Linked DNA regions of Macaca mulatta: region 1 is linked to region 2. The links are chromatin contacts, called in public Hi-C maps. All regions are on one chromosome and are shown on one strand. Each heading gives the region's core, a stretch centred on a gene start, on an enhancer-like site or on the middle of the called end of the contact. The rest is flanking DNA. Distances are from core to core; before and after follow the strand shown. Region 1 holds the start of SMU1 (SMU1 DNA replication regulator and spliceosomal factor). Region 2 holds the start of B4GALT1 (beta-1,4-galactosyltransferase 1).

The links. A called contact is a pair of places that touch in the nucleus more often than the background predicts.
Region 1: a Hi-C map of blood shows a contact between it and region 2, with 3 times the contacts expected there. The contact joins the promoter of SMU1 here to the promoter of B4GALT1 in region 2. A contact is called at or near these places in 3 of 14 Hi-C or Micro-C datasets (blood, fetal cortex germinal zone and liver).

The regions. Positions count from the first base shown.
Region 1 is chr15:66,295,550-66,299,422 of T2T-MMU8v2.0, reverse strand. SMU1 (SMU1 DNA replication regulator and spliceosomal factor) reads right to left here and starts at 1,875. Exons shown (of 12, transcript NM_001265906.1): 1 at 1,757-1,875. The coding sequence starts at 1,782.
Region 2 is chr15:66,213,512-66,217,277 of T2T-MMU8v2.0, reverse strand. B4GALT1 (beta-1,4-galactosyltransferase 1) reads right to left here and starts at 1,592. Exons shown (of 6, transcript NM_001258145.1): 1 at 1,111-1,592. The coding sequence starts at 1,522. LOC144334681 (a long non-coding RNA gene) reads right to left here. Exons shown (of 2, transcript XR_013404802.1): 2 at 1,913-3,766.

The DNA of each region.
Region 1 (3,873 bases), core at 626-3,125, 82 kb before region 2:
CTGGGATCAAGTGATCCTCTCACCTCAGCCTCCCGAGTAGCTGAGACCACAGGCACGCACCACCACACTGGCTAATTGTTGTATTTGTAGAAACGTGGTTTTGCCATGTTGACCATGCTGTCTCAAACTCCTGGGCTCAAGTGATCCACCCGTCTCAGCTTCCCAAAGTGTTGGGATTACAGGTGTGAGCCACCGCACCTGGCCCCTCTTCTTAAAAACAACTATAAAAGAGAACTGATTGCTGCTACTGTAAGTATCTTTTTCTCTCATGGACCCTTTATGAGGTATGCAGGTCTCCAGACTTAGACCCCTGTTATTCTGGTATGATACTATCTTCCTTAGCACATTTCCATTGACTTCCATTTTACACTCCCAAAATAAGTCATCTCTCTCCTCAAACACCTCACATTTGACACAGACAAAATCAAATTCCCTACCTTCAAACACGAATGAATGCATAATGAGTTAAAAGCTTTGAAGACAGTCTGGGATTTGAATCAAAGTTATGTGACCTTGGACAAGTTGGTTAACATCATTTCAGTATTTGCCGAATGTATAAACCTCCCTTCCTCCTATGAAGTCTCCAAAAGCCGGGCGTGGTGGTTCATGCCTGTAATGCCAGCACTTTGGGAGGCCGAGGCGGGCGGATCACCTGAGGTCGGGAGTTCGAGACCAGTCTGACCAACATGGAGAAACTCCGTCTCTACTAAAAATACAAAATTAGCCAGGCGTGGTGGCACATGCCTGTAATTCCAGCTACTAGGGAGGCTGAGGCAGGAGAATCGCTTGAACCCGGGAGGCAGAGATTGCAGTGAGCCGAGATCGCGCCATTGCACTCCAGCCTGGGAAACAAGAGCGAAACTCCATCTCAAAATAAAAAAAGTCAAGTCTCCAAAAAAGGTCCTCTCCCTCCCTTACACTCAGAACACAACAGTTATGTCTGTTAATTTAATTATTATTAAGTATTGGCAAGGACAGGTGGAGGATGGAGTTCTGGAAAAGCACACTAAAGTCTTCTTTAGTCACTACTTCTCATTCCCTATTCCCTGAAAATTTTTCTTTCTAGCCCAGTCTCCAGAGTCTGCCTCTCCTTTGCGGTTACAGAGAGCTCACAGACAAACCAAAATTCAGTGCCAGATCAGGCCTGAGACTTGTTCATTCATTCCAAAAGCTAGTTGTTCATCCATTCCAAAAGCAATTAACTCTTCCTCTAAGGTACGCAAGACACTGAGACCACAAGGAAAAGGAGCTCCTAGGCACCGACAAAGCTAGTTTGGGGTGAGGTTATCAAACAGTGACAACAATGAGTGATAAATGCTAGGCAGAGGAAAGCAAAGGGGCCGTATGTGCACAGAGACAATAAATCACATTGCATAAGCTCGACAGGGAGAGAAGCAAGGCTTAAAAGAGACCTATCCCCGTGTGCAGATTCAATTAGACTGGAGTCCAGAGTGGATCCTTAATTTGGTCAATCACAGAGCGTCAGCAGTCGGCCAAGGACAGAACTCTGGTCTGCAAGGTGTGTTTTCCCCACCCCATGCCACCTCCCTCGAGGCTTTGGGCTTCTCGTCTGAGAGCTGCTACTTTCCTGTGGGCCCACCTCCGAGATAGCCAGATCCAAGATGCTTCTTTGGGGGCAAGGAAATGGCCCTCCATTCCCTAGCCTCTCGGATGCCTTCCCCCGAGTATCTTCCGCCCCACACCCTTAACCTCTGGGCCCCCGGCACGGCGGGAACATCTCCACCGCAGGACTCACTCCGAAGATTCGATTTCGATCGACATAGCTGTATTTCTCCGGGAGCAGGCCCCAGTTCTTCTTCAAGGCCGGTCGCACAACACACCAACGACACCTCCGGCGGACGCCTAACGTCACTTCCGCTTGGGTCGGCATCTGGCTCCCGCCCTGGAGATAGAGTGAACAAAAAGAAGGCGAAGTGCGCGTAGGGGCGGGGCCCTCAGGGGCTGTCAGAGGCGGAGTTTATGCCTCTGCCCCAGAGAAATAAGCTCCAGGAGGAAGACTGTTTAAAAGTAGGCCAGGGTGGCTCAAGCCTGTAATCCCAGCAATTTGGGAGGCCGAGACGGGCGGATTACGAGGTCAGGAGATCGAGACCATCGTGGCTAACACGGTGAAACCCCGTCTCTACTAAAAAAATACAAAAAACTAGCCGGGCGAGGTGGCGGCGCCTGTAGTCCCAGCTACTCGGGAGGCTGAGGCAGGAGAATGGCGTAAATCAGGGAGGCGGAGCTTGCAGTGAGCTGAGATTCGGCCACTGCACTCCAGCCTGGGCGACAGAGACTCCGTCTCAAAAAAAAAAAAAAAAAAAAAAAAAAAAGGTAGGCCAGGGCCGGGCGCGGTGGCTCAAGCTTGTAATCCCAACACTTTGGAAGGCCGAGGCAGGCGATCACCTGACGTCGGGAGTTCGAGACCAGCCTGACCAACATGGAGAAACCCCGTCTCTACTAAAAATACAAACTTAGCCGGGCGTAGTGGCGCATGGCTGCAATCCCTACTCAGGAGGCTGAGGCAGGAGAATCGCTTGAACCCAGGAGGCAGAGGTTGCAGTAAGCCGAGATCGCGCCATTGCACTCCAGCCTAGAAAACAAGAACTCAACGTCTCAAAAAAAAAAAAAAAAAAAACAAAAAACTCTGGGCGTCATACAGCTCACAAATGAGCTGAACAAGAAAAGCGCTGGGGTGGAGCGCAGTGGCTCACGTCTGTACTCCCAGCGCGCGCTTTGGGAGGGAGGCCGAGGCAGGGTGGATTACCTGAGGTCAGGAGTTCGAGACCAGCCAGGGCAACATGGTGAAACCCTGTCTCTACTAAAAATACAAAAAATTAGCCAGGCTTGGTGGCGGGGGCGCCTGTAATCTCAGCTACTCGGGAGGCTGTGGCAGGAGAATCGTTTCAACTTGACAGGTGAAGGTTGCAGTGAGCCGAGATTGCACCATTGCACTCCAGCCTGGGCGAGGAGAGCAAAACTCCGTCTCGAAAGAAGAAAAGAAAAGTAGTGGTGATCAGATTCTAGTAAGAAAAGCGGGGAAAAAAAAAAAAAAAAAAAGGAAAGAAAAAGCACTGGTTTGGAAAGGTGGCTCTTTTTTTTTTTTTTTTTTTTTTTTGAGATGGAATCTAAATCTCGCACCGTCGCCCGGGCTGGAGAGCACAACAGTGGTGCGATCTCAGCTCACTGCAATCTCTGCCTCCCGGGTTCAGGATATTCACTTGTCTCAGCCTCCAGAGTACCTGGGATTACAGGCTTCTTGCCACCATGCCCGGCTCATTTTTTGTATTTTTAGTAGAGATGGGGTTTCGCTATGTTGGTCAGGCTGTTCTTGAACTCCTGACTTCGTGATCCGCCCGCCTTGGCCTCCCAAAGTGCTGGGATTACAGGTGTGAGTCACTGTGCCCGGCCAATGTTGCTTTCATTTGATGTAGTTAGTTGATTCGATTTCAGATAAGGCTGAATATGCAATACCTGATTGGGATATTAATACATTCGAAACCAACATAACACTAGCCAAAATTTATAGGAAGAGTTACTTGAGGGTTTTGGTTGGTTGGTTGGTTTTGCGTTTTTTGGAATCAAGGACTCGCTTTGTTGCCCAGGCTGGAGTGCAGTGGCTCAATCATGGCACACTGCAGTCTCAACCCCTCCGGCTCAAGCAATCCTCCCACCTCAGCCACCCAAAGTGCTGGGATTACAGGCATAAACCACCACTCCCCGTCACGGGACTTTAGGTCAAATACATTATTACGTTTGTAGTGACAAATGAAATGAGAGATATCAGTGAACTTCATACATAAAACCTATTTTTAAATATTTTATTACCATTGTATATAAATTGTAAAAATTATTTGCAGCACAGTAGTAATA
Region 2 (3,766 bases), core at 343-2,842:
TGTCATCCTGCCTGCCAGGGCCCCTCACTCACAACAATTCTCTAAAACCTGGCATTAGAAATGAGAGAGGACCTGTGTGGTAACCCTGGAAGCAACCGGTAGTTGCCTTGGGCCTGTGGGCCTGTAGGTTACAGGTCAAAGAGAAGTCCCGACTAGGCGCAGCCTCCTGCTATGAGGAATGCAAACCCACCTACTCAAGCTATCTGCCTAAGCTGAAACAGAGGCTAGAGGTCAGAGTTCAGATCATCTGGGCAAAATAATTGAGACTCAGCCTGCTGCCGGAAGTACCCGAAATGGGCAACGTGGTGTTGACTAGTTATATTTTAGCCCTCTAGCCCCTGGAGCACACAAGCTCTCTGCCCTTGGGAGAGATTCCTGCTCACCTAGGTTTTGGGTACCCATACCGGGAGGAGGCTAGAGGGAAGGGCTCTCGGTGACGATCCACACAGAGGAAGAAATGAACACACAGTGACAATTTACTGAGGGCTTACCCTCATTAATTAAGCCCTTATTTACATTGTTCACATAATCTTCCAAAACAACCCCTTGAAAGGGTGACCATTTATTATCCCAGAAGAGAAACCTGAGGTTCACAGAGAAGTCACTTGGCACAAACGATCAGGAGAAAACCCCACTCTCAGGAGAGTGGCTCTGTGGCAAGACACGTGAACCGAGAGGTCAGTCTCCTTCCCCACCGGGAGCCTCACGTCAGTCCCCAAGAGGGAGTGGATTACTCGAGGTCCCTACCAGAGTTTTTAGTGCAAGGCTGCTCCAAGCCCTAAGCAGATCCAAACTCCGAAACTTCCTGAGCCTCGGGCCAGAGCAGGGAAGTCTCCAAGGCCGCCTCTGGTTCTGGGGCTAGAGGGGCCTCGGGACTTCCCTGGGCGGTCCCGGCCCCAAGCCGCCTACATGACTCCCCAGGGACCCACTTCCCAACCCTTCTCTCCCATCCAGTCCCGAGCCTCTGGGATTTAAAACTCTAATCCAGAACAGGGAGGCTGGCTCCCGTAGAAGAGCCAAAGAGCCAGCCTGAGGGAATGTCTGGGGGATCCTGTCGGGGAAATCCGGGGGAGTCTCAATCCTCGGACTGGCGCCGACCCGAGTCCTTACCGAGCAGCGGGGACTCCTCAGGGCAGGCGGGCAGCGGCAGCGAGGTGGTCTGGGGCACTGGGACCGAGGTCAAGTTGCTCGCGGGGCCGGGGCCAGAAGCCGCGACTGGGCTGGAGTCGCCAGCCGGGCGCGGCTGGGAGGAGGCGCCTAGAGGAGGCGGCGGCCGGGCCCCTCTGGTCCCGAGTTCCCCGGAGGGCTGCCCGATGGCGGCGGCACCGTTCGAGCCGCCCTGCAGCGATGTGGAGACTCCGACCAGCTGGGGCAAGCGGCTCAGGTCGCGGCCAGCCAGGTAGTAAACTAGGGTGACGCCAAGGTGCAGAGCGCAGACGGCCACGAGCAGGCGGCAGGCCCGCTGCAGCGACGCGCCAGGCATCGCGGCGCTGCCGCCCAGGAGCGGCTCCCGAAACCTCATCTTCCCGCCGCCGCTTTAAGAAGGGTGTGGGCTACAGGAGGGGAGGCGACCCGCCCGCGGGCCGCCCGCCAGGCGCTGCCCCACAGCGGCGACCGGGGGAGGGCCCGGAGGGAGGGCGGGCAAGCGCGGCGCCAGGGGGAGAGCGGCTGAGAGCTGAGACTCCTCCGGCCGGCCCGACCTGGGAGCGGCGAGAGGGCGCCCCAGGCGCGGGCGGGGAGGGGCGGGGCCCCGGCGGAGGCGGGGGCGGGGCCGGGCGCGGGGTTTTCGGGACGAGGGCGGGAAGGCGGGGCAGCCCGTGGCGGGACGGGCGCGCTGGGCGGGGCCTCGGGAGGGTGGGCAGCGGGCGGGGCGGCCTCGCGGGGTACCCGGAGTCTGACTCGAGCTCCGACGTTTGGCCGCGCACCGCCCTCTTCCTCCTGAGCCTTTGCGGCGGAGCTTCGGTCGCGTTGAGCCGCGCCTTCTCTTCCTCCTCCACGCTGCCCTCAACAGGCCGCGCCACTTCCTGGGGTGTGAAGGGACTCGGGTGCGAGCCTGGGCCTGCAGCGCGGCGGCGGAGAGAACGGAGAGGACAGCAGGCGGGTGGTTGGGTGGGGTGGTTGGGGCCGCGGCGGCGTTCCGGCCAGTGGGCCTTGATGGGCAAGGAAGAGAGGCAGAAAAAGGTTACCCAGGAAACGGGCTTCGACGTCGGGCGAGAGGTGGCAAGTTCGAAACCCCCTCCCTAACTCAGCCCGGCTGGCCCCCGCTGCTTAACGAGGGGTCCTGCGGCAAAGAAAGTGGACAGGTTGCCACTTCTGTGCCTCCCCATCGGGGAACCTGGGCTATAAGGGGTTCGCCGACCAGACCAGCTTGGTTTCAGGTGTGTGTGTGGTGGGAGTCCTGTATACTTTGAGGAGGAGAGCAGCAAGAAGCCTCTAACTCCCAGGCCAGCGTGCAGGAGAGCAGCCGGCGTTACAGTCTACACTGGGCTACACACGGTCCCATGAAGTAGGAGTTCTCCCCATGTCATAGAGTGGGGCCCCGGAAGATTAAGAAACTTGCCTAAGAGCCCACAGCTGGCAAGAGGCAGAATTGTGGCTCCAAAACCCGCATTTTGCCACAGGTTTACCCTTTGTTGATTTGCAAATAAGGGATGAAGGCTGTGTGGGTCAGAGACTTAAGCACTGAAGCCACTTGACCTCGATTTGACCCAGAGGCCTCAGACCCTGAGTGAGCAGAGACTCCTCATCCCGGAGAAAGACTCATGGAGGTGCTGTCAGTAATGTGGATAGGGAAGCTGTGGGCTCTGGCAGCCAACCAGCAGGGAATAACAGTAGCTACCTTATTTTGAGAGTTTACTATGCGCCATGAAGTAGGTGGTGTTACGGTGTCCATTTCACAGATGAGAAAATGAAGGCATATGAGTTGACACTTTGGTTGTGATCATACAGAATCAACTTTCCTCACTTCCTGGACACCAGATCCTTCTGATCTTCCTCACTTCACTGGCCATTTCTGTCTCCTCTCTGGACTTCTTCCCAAGTTGTTGAAGGCCCCGGCCGTAGTCCATGATGTTCTTTTGTGTCTACACTCCCTCTGAGTGATTTATAATATCCATATGCTGATCACTGATCTGTCTCCAGCCCAAATCTCTTCCCTGACCTCCAAATTCAACTGCTTATTTTACTGGCATCTCAAACACAATACATCTTGCCCCCAGCAACCTACTCCTTACACTCCTTATGCTCCACTCCCATTCTTACCTCCTTCGGAGAGTGATACTCTTGTTCATTCAGTTCCCCAGAATCTAAAAGGTGTCCTTGATGTGCTTCTCTTACTCTCAAATGCCATTTGCAAGCCCTCAGCCAGCTTTGTCTGTGCTACCTTCAAAACATCAAAATTCACCAACTCTGACGTAACCATCCTCGATCAAGCCACCATCATCTTGCCCTGGATTATATAGCAGATACTAATTGATCACCCTGCTTCCACCTCCTCCGTTCCTCCTCCCTAGTCTGTTTTCCACAGAGTATCCAGGAAATCTTTGTAAGCATAAATCAGATCATGCCATTTGTTCAGAACCAAATCCATAGAAGCCCTGTTCAATCTGGTTCCTATCTCCCTCCCCACCCACATCTATCACTACCATGCTGGACCTGCCTTAGCCACACTAGCCTGAGAGCTATTCCTTGAACTTGCCATATTTCTTCCTGCCTCAAGGCCTTTGTACTTGCTGTTCACTTTGCCTGAAACACTTGTCCCCAATAT